Linked DNA regions of Gossypium hirsutum: regions 2, 3, 4 and 5 are each linked to region 1. The links are chromatin contacts, called in public Hi-C maps. All regions are on one chromosome and are shown on one strand. The core of a region is the stretch at or near the end of the contact, and the rest is flanking DNA. Distances in the headings are between cores, read along the strand shown. Region 1 holds the start of LOC107911695 (NAC domain-containing protein 43). Region 2 holds the start of LOC107911784 (polyadenylate-binding protein-interacting protein 11). Region 3 holds the start of LOC107911608 (protein HLB1). Region 4 holds the start of LOC107911770. Region 5 holds the start of LOC107911625 (cytochrome P450 78A3).

Region 1 (2,641 bases), core at 80-2,579:
TTCCTTCTCATTGTTGAGTGAATGATTATAAATATAGAGAGAGGGGGGGATTACATGGCATCACTGCATTTAATTTTTTTTTATGTAATTAAGAATTTCACCCTTGTAGAAATTTTAATTTTCTACCCTATAAAAACTTAAGATTATTAACCTAAAAATGAGCAATTCATTGTTAAAAGAGAAATGAAATTCACTTTTTTTATTTGTGTTGTTACTTGTCTTGTCATCTCACGTTAATAGCAAACATAATGCCTTTTTGTTAATTGGAAGAGTGATGTGGCCAAAAAGAAAAAAAGGTGCTCTAAATCAAACATAGAACATGAGATTAATTGAGGGAGGTGATGAATTAGATTCCCCTATACGGAGCAACTCTCATGTGGGTTGTGGTCAAATTTTACGTCTTCATAATGATGACCATTCTCTTTCATTATTATTAGATTAATTTATGACCAGTGGTTATACTTTTTGAGACTAATCAAATTAAAGATTAAGCGGTTGCCATGTAAAATCAAAGAAAGCAAAAGGCACGGAGCAGAAAAACATGCATTTTTATAACACATTTCTCCTCTCCCTCCTATCTTCCACATGTAGGTTTTTGGGCCATTTCACTTACCAAAATAGTATTCAACACGTGGTTCTATTTTTATGCAACATTGTGACACTGTATATACCTAAGTTTATAAACATTCATTCTCTACTCTCTCTTTTATTTTTATTTTTATTTTTGTATAAATTAAACCCATCTATCCTTATATCACACGTTCATCAAAAAAATTTATACCATAATAATACGTAATATCAAAAAAATGATCTCAAGTAAAAAGAATAAAATATCTGACATTCGAAGGTGTTAAACCCAGCCCGCAGTGTAAGGTCGCTAAGTCGCCACAAAGGGCATCATGTCTTTCTTGGTTTAGGGGACCATGAAAGCTCAGTGGCTCCGACCCCATCATCCCTCATTTCTTGTCGTTGAGGTGGTTTTTACGAGTTTCTATATATTTCATTTGTTTCAATGAATTTGATTATAATTAAAATTTATAATTAGATGACATGATGAAATTAATTAACAATGTTTAAAATTATACATTATGAATATTTTATTTTATTTATTCTTGAGAAAAAATGGAGGTGGTTTTAGAGGTGGCTTTCAGATAGATATTAAGGTCGAAGGTCATAGTTGGGATGTGGGCGTGCCCCCCGCTCTCACACTTCTAACCCATATATTTTGGGGCGTAGGGCCCATGGTTCCTTTTTTCCCACCAATATTACGGGACCTACTTTCCCTCTATATATTCACCCATTAATTTCCTCCCCTTCTATAATGTCTAGTTTTTAGGTGGTTGGGTCTTTTCAAGGGCATAGACCCCATGCCCAAAGTACACCAATGACCATCATACCAAAACTTTTCCATGCATCTTTCAACCATTCCATGCCCTAACCATTATAAATTATCATCGCTGCATCACCCTCCCCATCTCTACGCATTCCTCTCTTTCTTTTTCTTTTTATCTTTCTGTTATTCCCTCCCCGTTTGCCCATCTCTTTCATTTTCTTTCACACTTGAAGACGAGAAGAGAAGATCATCGGGTAATGTCAGAAGAAATGAATCTATCAATAAATGGTCAGTCTCAGGTCCCTCCCGGTTTTAGATTTCATCCCACAGAGGAGGAGCTTCTTCACTATTACCTCAGAAAGAAAGTAGCTTATGAAAAGATAGACCTGGATGTTATTCGGGAAGTTGATCTTAACAAGCTTGAGCCCTGGGATATACAAGGTACGTACTGACAAATTGCCGTTACTAAACACTGCATCTTTTTCTTCTTTTTTTTAAAAAAAAAATGAAATCCTGATGGGGTTTGTTGATGATATGCAGAGAAGTGCAGAATAGGATCCACCCCACAAAATGATTGGTACTTCTTCAGCCACAAGGACAAGAAATACCCCACGGGGACCAGAACGAATCGGGCAACAGCTGCCGGGTTCTGGAAAGCTACTGGACGTGACAAGATCATTTATAGTAGCTTTAGAAGAATTGGGTTGAGGAAGACATTGGTTTTTTATAAAGGAAGAGCTCCACATGGTCAAAAATCTGATTGGATTATGCACGAGTACAGGCTTGACGATACCAACTCCCTTCACTCTAATGTAAGCATTCCTTTACAATACCTTAGTATGTATATAATATAACAAAAAATATCCTCTTGTACGTATCTCTTTTGGTTATATTAAAATATTAAATGGGTGCTACAGGCATCCAATCCCATTGGCGATTCTATGGCTGAAGAAGGCTGGGTGGTTTGCCGTGTATTTAGAAAGAAGAATTATCAGAAAACCCTAGAGAGTCCCAAAAGCTCCTCCTCTACTTCCCTTGATTCCAAGACGCAGATGCTTTGTTCAGGCAACGACGGGGTTTTAGATCAATTTTTTCTTTATATGGGAAGGACTTGCAAGATGGAGAACGATTCATTGAACATTCCCAACGCCAACACCAACAATCATCTAAGAATGCTAGTTGCGAACAACGCAGGAGGAATCAGCAATGGGTTACATGAAAGTTTTATGCACCTCCCAAGGCTGGAAAGCCAATCTCTCCCAGCCCTTCCCATCAATACCCCACACTTTGATCAGCATCGAAGCTTCA
Region 2 (2,641 bases), core at 78-2,577, 410 kb before region 1:
TAGATGCTGAAGAAGAACGACTTGGGAAAATGGAATGGAAACAATAAGAACTCAGTAAAGGCATTTTAGTATGGGCAGATCCATAAATGGAATCGGATCGGTGAAGAGAACTTGGCCATGGCTGGGATGCCCTAAGAAACAGAGTTCTAGAAAAGTCGGTCAGAACATGGGAAATGATAAAGTTAAAAGAGAAGTGAGGGAAAGTGACCAACAAGTTTTGGTGGATGGTTGCGGCTTTGTCTTAGGGTTTTAGGAAAAATGTGGGATTAAGTTTAAGATAAGGGCTTTTAGGCTGATACGGCCTTGGGGCATTTTGTTTTAAGGATTTTTGGTTAGGAAGGTGTTTAATTTGGGCTTTATGGGTTTTGTCATTGATTTATGTTTTGGTGCTATCTTTTTAATAATGAGCAATCTAACATTTTTCTTGAAAAAAATAATTTGTATGTTTCATATTAAAAAAAATGCTATAATTTCTTTTAACAATTAAATTTAAAGTTTTCATATTTTAAAATAATCTAACATTTCAAATATTTTTATAATTTTAAAAAATAACATACTATTTTAAAATATAATTTTAAAGTGAAAGGTCCTCAATAAATTTGATAAGTTTCAAGGGTCATTATGATGTTAAGATGATGTTTTGCAGGAAAAAAAAACCTAAAAAAGCCTTGTAGGAATGACATTTGTAAAAGTAAACATGATGTTTTATTCTTGATATTATTTCAAGAAAACAAATAACCCTTTTAAATTTTAATTACAACATATTTCTACAATATTAAATTGATATAAAGACATAATTGATACAATACTAATATTTTAAGAACTCAATTAGAATGCTTTAAAATTTAGAGATCAATTTTAAATTTGAGTCAATTTAAATGTATAGGGTGCAATTAACCCGTGTTGGATATATTAATAAATATGATTATAATTTATTTAATATTAAAAAAATTATATGAACTATTATTTTTAGAATAAGATTTTTTATGAATTATTAAATACATAAAGAATTAAATGCCAAAAGTTTTACTGCATTTTTGGTCAGTCCTATTTACTTGGGTCCCCAGCTATATTTTTGCTCGTTAATACAACCTAAACCTACCTAAATCTTTTACATTTGTTTCAAACCAAGTTTAGCGAATCGGACTGATTTACCAAAACACCCTTCATTCACTTGTAAAATCTGAAACACTGCCTCACTGTTATGATGGTTAAAAGTTACGCCCAGCAGCCAATAACTACGCGACACGTCATAGTACAGACGCATGATGGATGTCGCCAAGTATCATCCTACATACATGCATCAATATCATGTCATACATAGACATGTATTTTTTTTCTTTTTTTACATTTCAGTAAACGATCCAAATTCCCTAATTTTTAGATAGAAAACAATTCAAAAAAAAAAAAAAAAGGTTAAGCTCAGCGTTACAGACACTGTAAGAAAAGGAAAATCATCCCTTTTTTTTTTGGCTGCTCTACTTTGTTTTCTGCTGTTATTTATTTCCATTTCGTTTTCTCCGTAGTGATCTCGAGGTGGGTTTTTAGTTTTGCTCGTCATCAATGGAGATGAATGTAGCCTTGGCTTAGTTTCCGAAACGATTCTATCATTTTTATATTCCCTACATTTCACAACGCCATTTAAAAAAAATCATCTTTTTTTTTTTTGATGTTTGGGCTTATAAATTTCAGGTCCTTTTCTTGATCAGTCGATAAAAGAGATTTTTTTTTTTTGGGAATAATTATCAGGCCATGGCAGTAGTTGAGAATGGTTCGAATCAAGATGCGGCTGCAACAGCAGTGGCATCAAACGATCAGGATCAGTCAAAGCAAAACCATGTTGGGTCAAGAATTGATCCGAGCTTACACCAGAACGATCAGGGGTTATACGACAAGATCGGTGCCCCCCATCATCGATCCAACGGTGGGGATTTACAGATGAGCAATGGTGGTACTGGGGATGACGTTGGGGATAGCTTCAAGAGAGACATGAGAGAGTTGCAAGAACTGTTCTCTAAGCTTAACCCCATGGCTGAAGAGTTCGTGCCCCATTCAATTGCTAACCACGAACTTAATGGAGGGTTTTTCATTAACAACTCTTTTCTGCAAAACAACACTAACATCTCGAGGAATGGTCATGCTAATGGAAATGGTGCTGGTAGGCGGGTATGCCATCAAAAACCCATTTGTTGATTGATTGCTGTGTTTACTGTTTTTTATTAAGAATTTTAGTCATCTTGAAGGAGGAAAATTAGCATATAAAAAAAAAGAATAAAATTTGTTTGTTTGGGGTTTTAAGGATGAAGGTTTTCAAAGTTTCTGTTTTATTATTGAGTGCGTTCTGCATAAGAAAATTTCATGTGTTTTTTCTTTTGGTTAATTTTAGTTGAGGCTACGGTTCATGTACATTTTAAGTGGCATGAAATTTAAAGGTTCAATTCCCAAATGTTATCAAATTTTTGTTATACATAATCTCAATTGTAGATGAGAGAATCATCTAATCTCATGGATTTGTTCACTGGATTTTGTATTTTCTCAGAAGAAAATTTTCAATCAAGGTAAAAGGAGATTAAACAATAGGACAAGTATGGCCCAGAGAGAAGAGGTTATCCGTAGGACTGTTTATGTGTCTGATATTGAC
Region 3 (2,641 bases), core at 76-2,575, 380 kb after region 1:
TAACATTTCAAACATAAGTGACTAATATGTAATTTAAGGCAAACAAAAGTGACCATTTTTATAGTTTACCCTATCTTTATAGGCTTAATAATAATCAATGACTAATTAAAACTTAAACTTAAAGTTATATGTGTGATATGGATAATAATTCATTAAAATTGGAAGGAATAAATGAAAGTAAGTAAAGTTTTAAAAAATACTCATATTTATATTATTAATATTCATATTTATATTGTAAAACATCGCTAAATATTTATAAATCATATTTCATATAATTATTATTAAAATATTAATATAAAATTTTTAACAGTATAGTAAGAATATTTTCTAAATTTAAATTTATTATTATTATTATAATTTATTTAATATTAAATAATTTAATTAAAATAATAAATAATTTAACTATATTAATAATTTATTATGTACTATTAAATGTAAATATAAATATATATTTAATAATATTGAAAAGTATAATTTGAGATCAATAGTTTAGCATTTCTAAAATTTAAAAATAAAATTGTATTATAATATATTAATATTTAGCTCGGTTCAAGTAAATTATTATCTAAAAACTTTTTATTTATAATTGAGTTTTTTTCAAAAAATTCTTAAAAGAAGACAACTTGCATAAAAAAGGGTTTATTGTAATTGACTAATTAACTTCATCCATCACGTTATTTGTCATTGACCAAACACAAAATTATGAAAAAAAAATTTGATAAATAATTTTTCATGAAACAAATGCTTCTTAAGTAAAAATCTTACATAAACAATATTACTTCCATAAAGGAATTTATGTTCCATAAAGGAATTTATGGGTTGAGTTGAGCTTGAATTAGGCTTATAATATTAATATTATAATAATTTCTCAATTTTAACTTAGAAAAAATATGAATTTTAAATTTTAACTAAACTCACCCATATTTATAAATAATTCATTTAAACTCTTTTGCACTTTCATATATATATATATATATATTATTTATTTTAAAAAATAATTTTTTATTTAATATTTAACGATTATATAATTATAACTATTATATATTTTTAATTAAATTTCTAAAAAAATTAATATTTAAATTATAAGTATATTTCATTTGCCATCATATAAATTACACAAGAAATGTTGTATTTTGGTTTTGAATATAAAAAGCTATGCCCGAATCATTTTTTTAAACCAACTTAATTATATATTTTTTAAGCTTAATATCGTGTTCAAAATTTAGGTTTTTTAATAATCATTATTTCGGAAAATGGTCAACAGTACCCTGCGACCATAGGTTTCAATACATTAAAATTTAGTAATGAGGGAGGAATCTTGGCATTTGAAGATAACAGTTGTACTCTTACATAGTAGCTTACCATGTTTTACTTTTACTGCGACTTCTTACGGCCCGGCTGAAGTAACTTCCTTTTTTGCATTGGACCTTGGCTTCAACACGCTATATTTTCTTGTTCTCTCTCTTCTTGATATATCTTTCAGATCTTCTTGGATTCGGCTTTGGCGTTGCACGCAAATCTCTCGCTCAACGCTATGTCCGAAACGACTGAGGGATCCGAACTTCAAAATGGTTTCCAGCCACAACCCCGACCCGAACCCGAACCGGAATCGGAATTGAAAGTAGAATCTCAACCTGAACAACAACCGGAAGAGGAACTGAAACCGGAACCTGTAGTAACTGATGCCGATCCGAAGCCGGAGCCGAACAATGAGAGCTCGATCCAATCGAATGAGACGACCAAACAAGCTTCAACCGACCAAGTTGCTCCTCCAGGGCGGCGTAAAGATGAGGAGAACCGGACTTTCACGATGAGAGAATTGCTAAGTGAGTTGAAAAGCGACGAAGATGATGCAGGGTCTCCTTACAGGTACTTTCTTTTTTCCTTTTCTTTTCGAGTTTCAGTTGATCAAAAAATTACACTCTTTAATTTGTAATTGGATTTAACGAGATTTCAACGTACAAATCTTTCGATCTTTGAAGCTCCCCGTTGATTCGTCTCCTCAATTAAATGTGGAGAATTCTTCGAGTTTCAACTGAACCTAAAATTATGCTGTTTCTCTTTTATATCCCGAATAGAGAAGTTACAGAATTTTGATTCTTGATTGTCTATTGGCAAACTACTAGATGCAATTAAGGCGTACTCTTCCTTTTAGTCTACGAGTTCATTTTCATTAATTGCATGGATGAGCAACTGTTCTCCGATCAAAGGTCTTCCATTACTCTTGAACGTGATTGTTATGTTAGAAGCTCGTTATCTTTGAACTTCAGATGCAATTAGATTTTTTTTCCTGCTTTTGAGTCATTAAATTAGTTCTGAATTTCAAGTTCGGCATCAATTGTAATCTTAATCTTTTCCAACTTCGATGAAGGAACCCTTGGTTTTGGGATTTTGCACTTTATAGAATTCAGTTTATGTTCTTTTTCATATGCCGCCATTCATGCAGTAAAGGTTTCCTAGTCTTGTTGGAATAAATATGATGTGATCCTTGTTTCTTCTGCTTGTGAATGATACCATTGTCTACTCCATGATTTATATATGCTTCAGTCAAGAAAACAAGCAACGTCAGTCCTACCAAAATAATGCTGCAATGGAGTTGATCAATAGTGTCACTGGTACTGATGAGGAAGGCAGGTCTCGT
Region 4 (2,641 bases), core at 59-2,558, 310 kb before region 1:
AGAAGTGTAATAAAAATTTTGGATAATCTATAAAACCTTTTTAATAAAGGTTATATATTATAAATTTATATTTTTATTTTGATTTAAATTACATATTATAAAAAGGATATAACCTAATATAATATAACCTAATATAAGTTTTTTCCCGAATTAAGTTTATATAATTAAAACTACAAATTATTTGTATTGTGAACTCAAATATTATTAGGTCGATACTACTTATGCAAATAGAAAAGTTTTTCTTGCACCATATCGTGAGGTATTATATTATTTGAAAAAAAATGTGCTAGACACAAGCACCATAGGCAACTTGTGAGCTCTTTAATTTGAAACAATCAAGGCTTCAAAACGTGATTGAAAAATATTTGTTATTCTAAAAAAAATTCTCGTATTAACATCACCTTAGCATGCATATTTCATAACTTCAATTGTAACCTTACAACTCGACCTAAACATTAGACTCGAATTTGAGAGATTACATCAATTTTTTATTTAATAATTTGTTATGAAAAAAGAATGTATTACATTTAGAAACCATTGTAGAACCCTACAAATCGGTCATCGGTGTAATTTTTGTCTCTTTTATATTTAACTTTAGTTCCCAAAGCTGTCAAAGTAAATAGACGAGAAAGTGATAAAGAAGCTTGAATGGATCTGTTTTTTTGTTCATTGACCATTGCTTTTTTGCTTCTGTCTAAATGCTTATCTGCCCCATTTATGTTGCAATAAACACATAACTAAATCATATTTTTCTTTTGAATAATATCATTTTTTAGTATATTTAAACTAGGAATAATGATAAATTTAATCTTTAATATTTATATCTTTTATCAATTTAGTTCTTATTCTTTTTTATAGTTAAATTTAACCATTAAAAAAATATCAAACTAAAATATTAATTTTTACCGATATTGACGTGATAACCAATGTGAGTCCACATATACTTAATGTAGACATATTAGAACTTATCTTGTATGGGCATCAATAAATATTTTAAAAAACCTCAAATTCAAAAAATTAAAAATAAAAAGTTGATAAAAAACCGGTAAAAACTTATACTATACCTTTAAACTAAGAACAAGATCCGGTAAAAAAGAACAAGGTCCAGTTTGTTTTCGGGTCTGTTGATCTCTAGGATTCTCGGGCTACATGGGTCCCAAAAGACCGAAGAGTTGGCTTAGCCGCACCATTTTATCTTAGGAGCTGCTAGTGATGTGATGACTGATGAGGCTTGGTTTATTTATTTCCATGTTATCATGCCAAATACAGAGTAATAAATCCTCTTCTTTTATTTTTCATATCATTGAGATAATTGTAGGAATAAAATAAATTATATTTGATTTTAGAAAACCTTGCTTTCCATGTATGAATTGTTGGGCCACTAACTAATAAACCTAATGATGATAGTGGTGGCATATCTTCCTTTTTTTTCTTTTTTTTTCTTTTCTTTATGCTTTTTTTTTTGGATTTGTGTTATCAATGGTTGGATTGAGGAAGGTCTAAAGAAGAATCCCACCGACGATATATTTTTTCTTTCGCTCCATAACTTTCCCTCCCTTTAATACTCCTCCATTTACAATTTCAACATATAAAAAACCAAGAAAAGATCATACGGTCTTTGAGATTGTTTGTTGTATGACAACAAGATGGGGAACTGCTTGTTTGGAGGCTTGGGGGAAGGTGATGGAGTGATCAAAGTCATAACATCAAATGGTGGAGTCATGGAGTTTTCAGGTCTCGTTACGGCAGGAACCATCACAGATGAGTTCCCAGGGCACGCCATTTTTCGAAGCCAAGATCTCTTTTGGAAACCACTGTTTCACCATGAAGAACTCCTCCCTGGGAAATCCTACTATCTACTTCCACTAAACAGCAAAGAGGGTTCAGGTAATAGCGGCCAGATTGTGCGAGAAGGCCATCTAAGGTCGAACAGCATCCCGGCATCTCTTGTTGCGCCTTACAGGATGTCATGTGATTATCAGGGTCAGGGGACACTGAAGAGGTCTCATACGGATGTTTTGTCGAGGCATGACGACAATGGGTTTTGGAAAGTGAAGTTAGTGATCACCCCAGAACAGCTGTTGGAAATTTTGTCACAGGAAGCTCGGACTCAAGAATTGATTGAGAGTGTTAGGACTGTAGCTAAGTGTGGAAATAGAGTTGAAACTTCTGTTGGATTTTCGGATCAATGGAGTTTGTCAAGCAGTAGGAATGCTTCTTCTAACAAAGATGGCTTGTTGTTAGACTTCTAGAATTACAGTATTACATTTTTCCTTCGACACTAGACGATGTAAACAATTGAAATAATAGTATGACTACCTGTGGTTGGATTATGAATGGGAATGGAGCGGGGGCAAGCTTCATGTTTGCATTAATGTTGGTTATATTCATAATTGTTAAATGCACAAATTTAATCGTTTATCAAAACAAATGAACTACATTTTGAAAATCTTTAACATGATTTTAAGGGCCAGTAATTTAATGGCACTATTAAAACCAAATTAAAATGTCACATCGTTTTTGTCTTGATATGTTCTCTGTCCTTTCCTGCTATCAACTACTCTCTGAAATCTTCTCTGTTGATTCAAAATGAATCCTTAAACCTCTTTTTTTCTTTGCTTACAACCCCTAATTTTTTTGT
Region 5 (2,641 bases), core at 63-2,562, 310 kb after region 1:
ACACGTGGCGATGGGGCATGGAGGGTGGGGTGGGATTCGGTACTCGCGATAGTGGGGTACGGCTATATCCACCCCAGATTCGTGGGTTCATTTCAATTTCAAGGGCACGATAGCAACGTCTCCACACGTGTTAGCGTCAAGTAACTTTTATTCAGCTCACCCGCATAAGATTTTTCTTCTGTTGTAAAATAAACAAGAATAAAAACTACTACTTTAGCATCAAAGATCTTTGTTGGGCCGTCAAGATCTTTCGGCCACTCTCATTTCCAAATGCGTGTCGCTCAACTTCCACGTTTTAAATCGCCAAAATGGTTCAAATTCACATTTTTCAGTAGGAAGTATATTTACTGATTATATCATTTATGAAATATCACACCTTTAATAAATATATAAGAATCATTTCTCTACAAGAAAACATATATTTCATAAAAACAAATCCTACATGAGGAGACAAATAAACTGCATGAGGAGAGAATTAAAGGGATATTATATTTCTTTATTTTTTAAGGTGGTCTCACTTGAGTTAATTATTATGAATGGGTTTGGATGACTGATGCGTTTATTTGTAGTTAGTATAAAAATAACGGCGACAATATTAAATACTATAGCGATATTGTAGCGTGAGACAAAAAATAAACTAAACACATTCACCAAATCCAAACTCACCCCATATATATAACTATCTTAAAAATGCTTGTTTATTTTGCTAATTTTAATCAAATACTAATTAACATTCACCAATGCCGCTGCTAGTTTGTTTTAATGATTCTTGTTCTTTTAATTTCTTTTTCGAAAAACTTAAAGAGTTACTTTCATGATTTTTTTTATAACCATGTAAAAGTTTTGTGTCCATGAGATTATAAAAAAGAAGTAAAAAGAAGAGAAAGATACTACATCGACATGATTGGGTATGAAAAAGAATGATATTTGATTAATATGGCCTGGAAGTGGAGGGCTCGCTCAGGACCACCACATACACCGCCGATGCCTAAATTCTGAGAGCGATGCCAAATTCATTAACATAGCGAATCGGAATGGCTGCCTTGTTCAATTATTACCAGTAATACACTGCTACTAGCCTTCGATATTAGTGGTTTGATAGCTGTGGATCGAAAAAGATAGAATGGTAGCAGCTAGGGGCTTACGTGTTCCAAGAAAATGAACCCCACGAGAAGAAACGAATGTGGGGAATGCAAGGGGCCCCATGCTCATGAATCCTCGTTTTCGGTTTTGCTAGTGGCGGCGCACAATGATATCGATTTTAACTTTTCGATTTTGTTTAATTACGTTATAATGTTGATATATGCCGATCCGTGTGGCATATCTCATAATGCTTCTGTTTAACCGTTACTCTTGTAGTCCACAAAAAAAAAAAAATCTCTATATAAGCGACGCTCTCATTTCATGGTCTCAACCAGAAGAGGAAACAAACAAACAAACAAAATATCATCCGCCATTTTCCTGATCTCCATGGAAACCAACTCTGATTGCTTTTGGCTTTTGTTTATTGCTTCCAAATGCAAAACTTTCTCCTCTCAAAACTCCATTTGGCTTCTTCTTTTACTTTGCATGGGTTGGCTGGGTATGACCCTCTGTTTTTGGTTGTACCCTGGAGGCCCTGCCTGGGGTAAGTATCATTGGCTCCGCAAGAGAGGTGCCACGAAGCACAATAACATCATTCCAGGGCCACGAGGTTTCCCAGTGCTGGGAAGCATGGACATCATGCTTAATCTGGCTCACCATAAAATTTCTGCAGCAGCTAAGTGTTTTGATGCTAAACGGCTCATGGCCTTTAGCTTGGGTGATACAAGGGTTATGGTTACATGCAACCCTGATGTAGCCAAAGAGATTCTTAACAGTTCCGTTTTTGCTGATCGTCCAGTGAAAGAGTCGGCATACAGTTTAATGTTCAACAGAGCCATTGGTTTCGCTCCTTATGGGGTTTACTGGCGAACCCTCAGAAGAATTGCTGCCACACATCTATTTTGTCCTAAACAAATCAGCTTCACCGAGGCACAGAGGTCTGATATCGCCTCTCAAATGCGTTCTATAATAGCATGTCGGGGTGGAACCGGAGAATTCTCCGTACGGGATATACTCAAGAAAGCATCTCTTAACAACATGATGTGCTCGGTGTTTGGCAGCAAGTATCAACTTGGTTCGTCAAATACTGAAACTGAACAACTCAGCCAGCTTGTCGAAGAAGGTTACGACCTATTAGGGAAGCTCAATTGGTCTGATCATCTCCCATGGCTCGCTGGTTTAGACCTTCAAAAAATCCGGCTTCGATGCACCCAACTTGTTCCCAAAGTGAACAAGTTTGTGAGTAGAATCATTCAACAACATAAACTGCAACCTGAGACAACAAACCATGATTTCGTGCACGTTTTACTTTCTCTTACTGGACCTGATAGACTCTCGGACAACGATATGATTGCCGTACTTTGGGTAAGCAACAAAGCAAGCAATTTTATTTTATTTTTTTATAGGCATGGTTTTTTGCTTTCTAGCTGTGATGGGAAAACAGTCGAAGATGGAATCTTGGATCAGTTTGATGATTAGATTACGATAATATGTACATTTTCTTAGCTTTTAAGTACAATTAATTGCTTTGTCCTAATTACGCAGGAGATGATATTTA

The links. Hi-C and Micro-C count contacts between places; a contact is called where the count stands out from the background.
Region 2: a contact with region 1 is called in a Hi-C map of leaf, with 3 times the contacts expected there. The contact joins the promoter of LOC107911784 here to the promoter of LOC107911695 in region 1. A contact is called at or near these places in 13 of 34 Hi-C or Micro-C datasets (anther, callus, hypocotyl and 3 more).
Region 3: a contact with region 1 is called in a Hi-C map of leaf, with 1.6 times the contacts expected there. The contact joins the promoter of LOC107911608 here to the promoter of LOC107911695 in region 1. A contact is called at or near these places in 2 of 34 Hi-C or Micro-C datasets (both in leaf).
Region 4: a contact with region 1 is called in a Hi-C map of leaf, with 1.7 times the contacts expected there. The contact joins the promoter of LOC107911770 here to the promoter of LOC107911695 in region 1. A contact is called at or near these places in 8 of 34 Hi-C or Micro-C datasets (anther, callus, hypocotyl and 2 more).
Region 5: a Hi-C map of leaf shows a contact between it and region 1, with 1.5 times the contacts expected there. The contact joins the promoter of LOC107911625 here to the promoter of LOC107911695 in region 1. A contact is called at or near these places in 4 of 34 Hi-C or Micro-C datasets (all in leaf).

What each region holds. Positions count from the first base shown.
Region 1 is chrD08:40,430,993-40,433,633 of Gossypium_hirsutum_v2.1, forward strand. LOC107911695 (NAC domain-containing protein 43) reads left to right here and starts at 1,330. Exons shown (of 3, transcript XM_016839581.2): 1 at 1,330-1,774; 2 at 1,874-2,145; 3 at 2,251-2,641. The coding sequence starts at 1,591.
Region 2 is chrD08:40,018,237-40,020,877 of Gossypium_hirsutum_v2.1, forward strand. LOC107911784 (polyadenylate-binding protein-interacting protein 11) reads left to right here and starts at 1,328. Exons shown (of 11, transcript XM_016839737.2): 1 at 1,328-1,439; 2 at 1,750-2,166; 3 at 2,540-2,641. The coding sequence starts at 1,753.
Region 3 is chrD08:40,814,840-40,817,480 of Gossypium_hirsutum_v2.1, forward strand. It overlaps LOC107911608 (protein HLB1), which reads left to right and starts at 1,326. Exons shown (of 14, transcript XM_016839475.2): 1 at 1,326-1,869; 2 at 2,548-2,641. The coding sequence starts at 1,535.
Region 4 is chrD08:40,120,363-40,123,003 of Gossypium_hirsutum_v2.1, forward strand. It overlaps LOC107911770, which reads left to right and starts at 1,309. Exons shown (of 1, transcript XM_016839694.2): 1 at 1,309-2,373. The coding sequence starts at 1,647. The coding sequence ends at 2,252.
Region 5 is chrD08:40,741,339-40,743,979 of Gossypium_hirsutum_v2.1, forward strand. LOC107911625 (cytochrome P450 78A3) reads left to right here and starts at 1,313. Exons shown (of 2, transcript XM_016839492.2): 1 at 1,313-2,448; 2 at 2,629-2,641. The coding sequence starts at 1,405.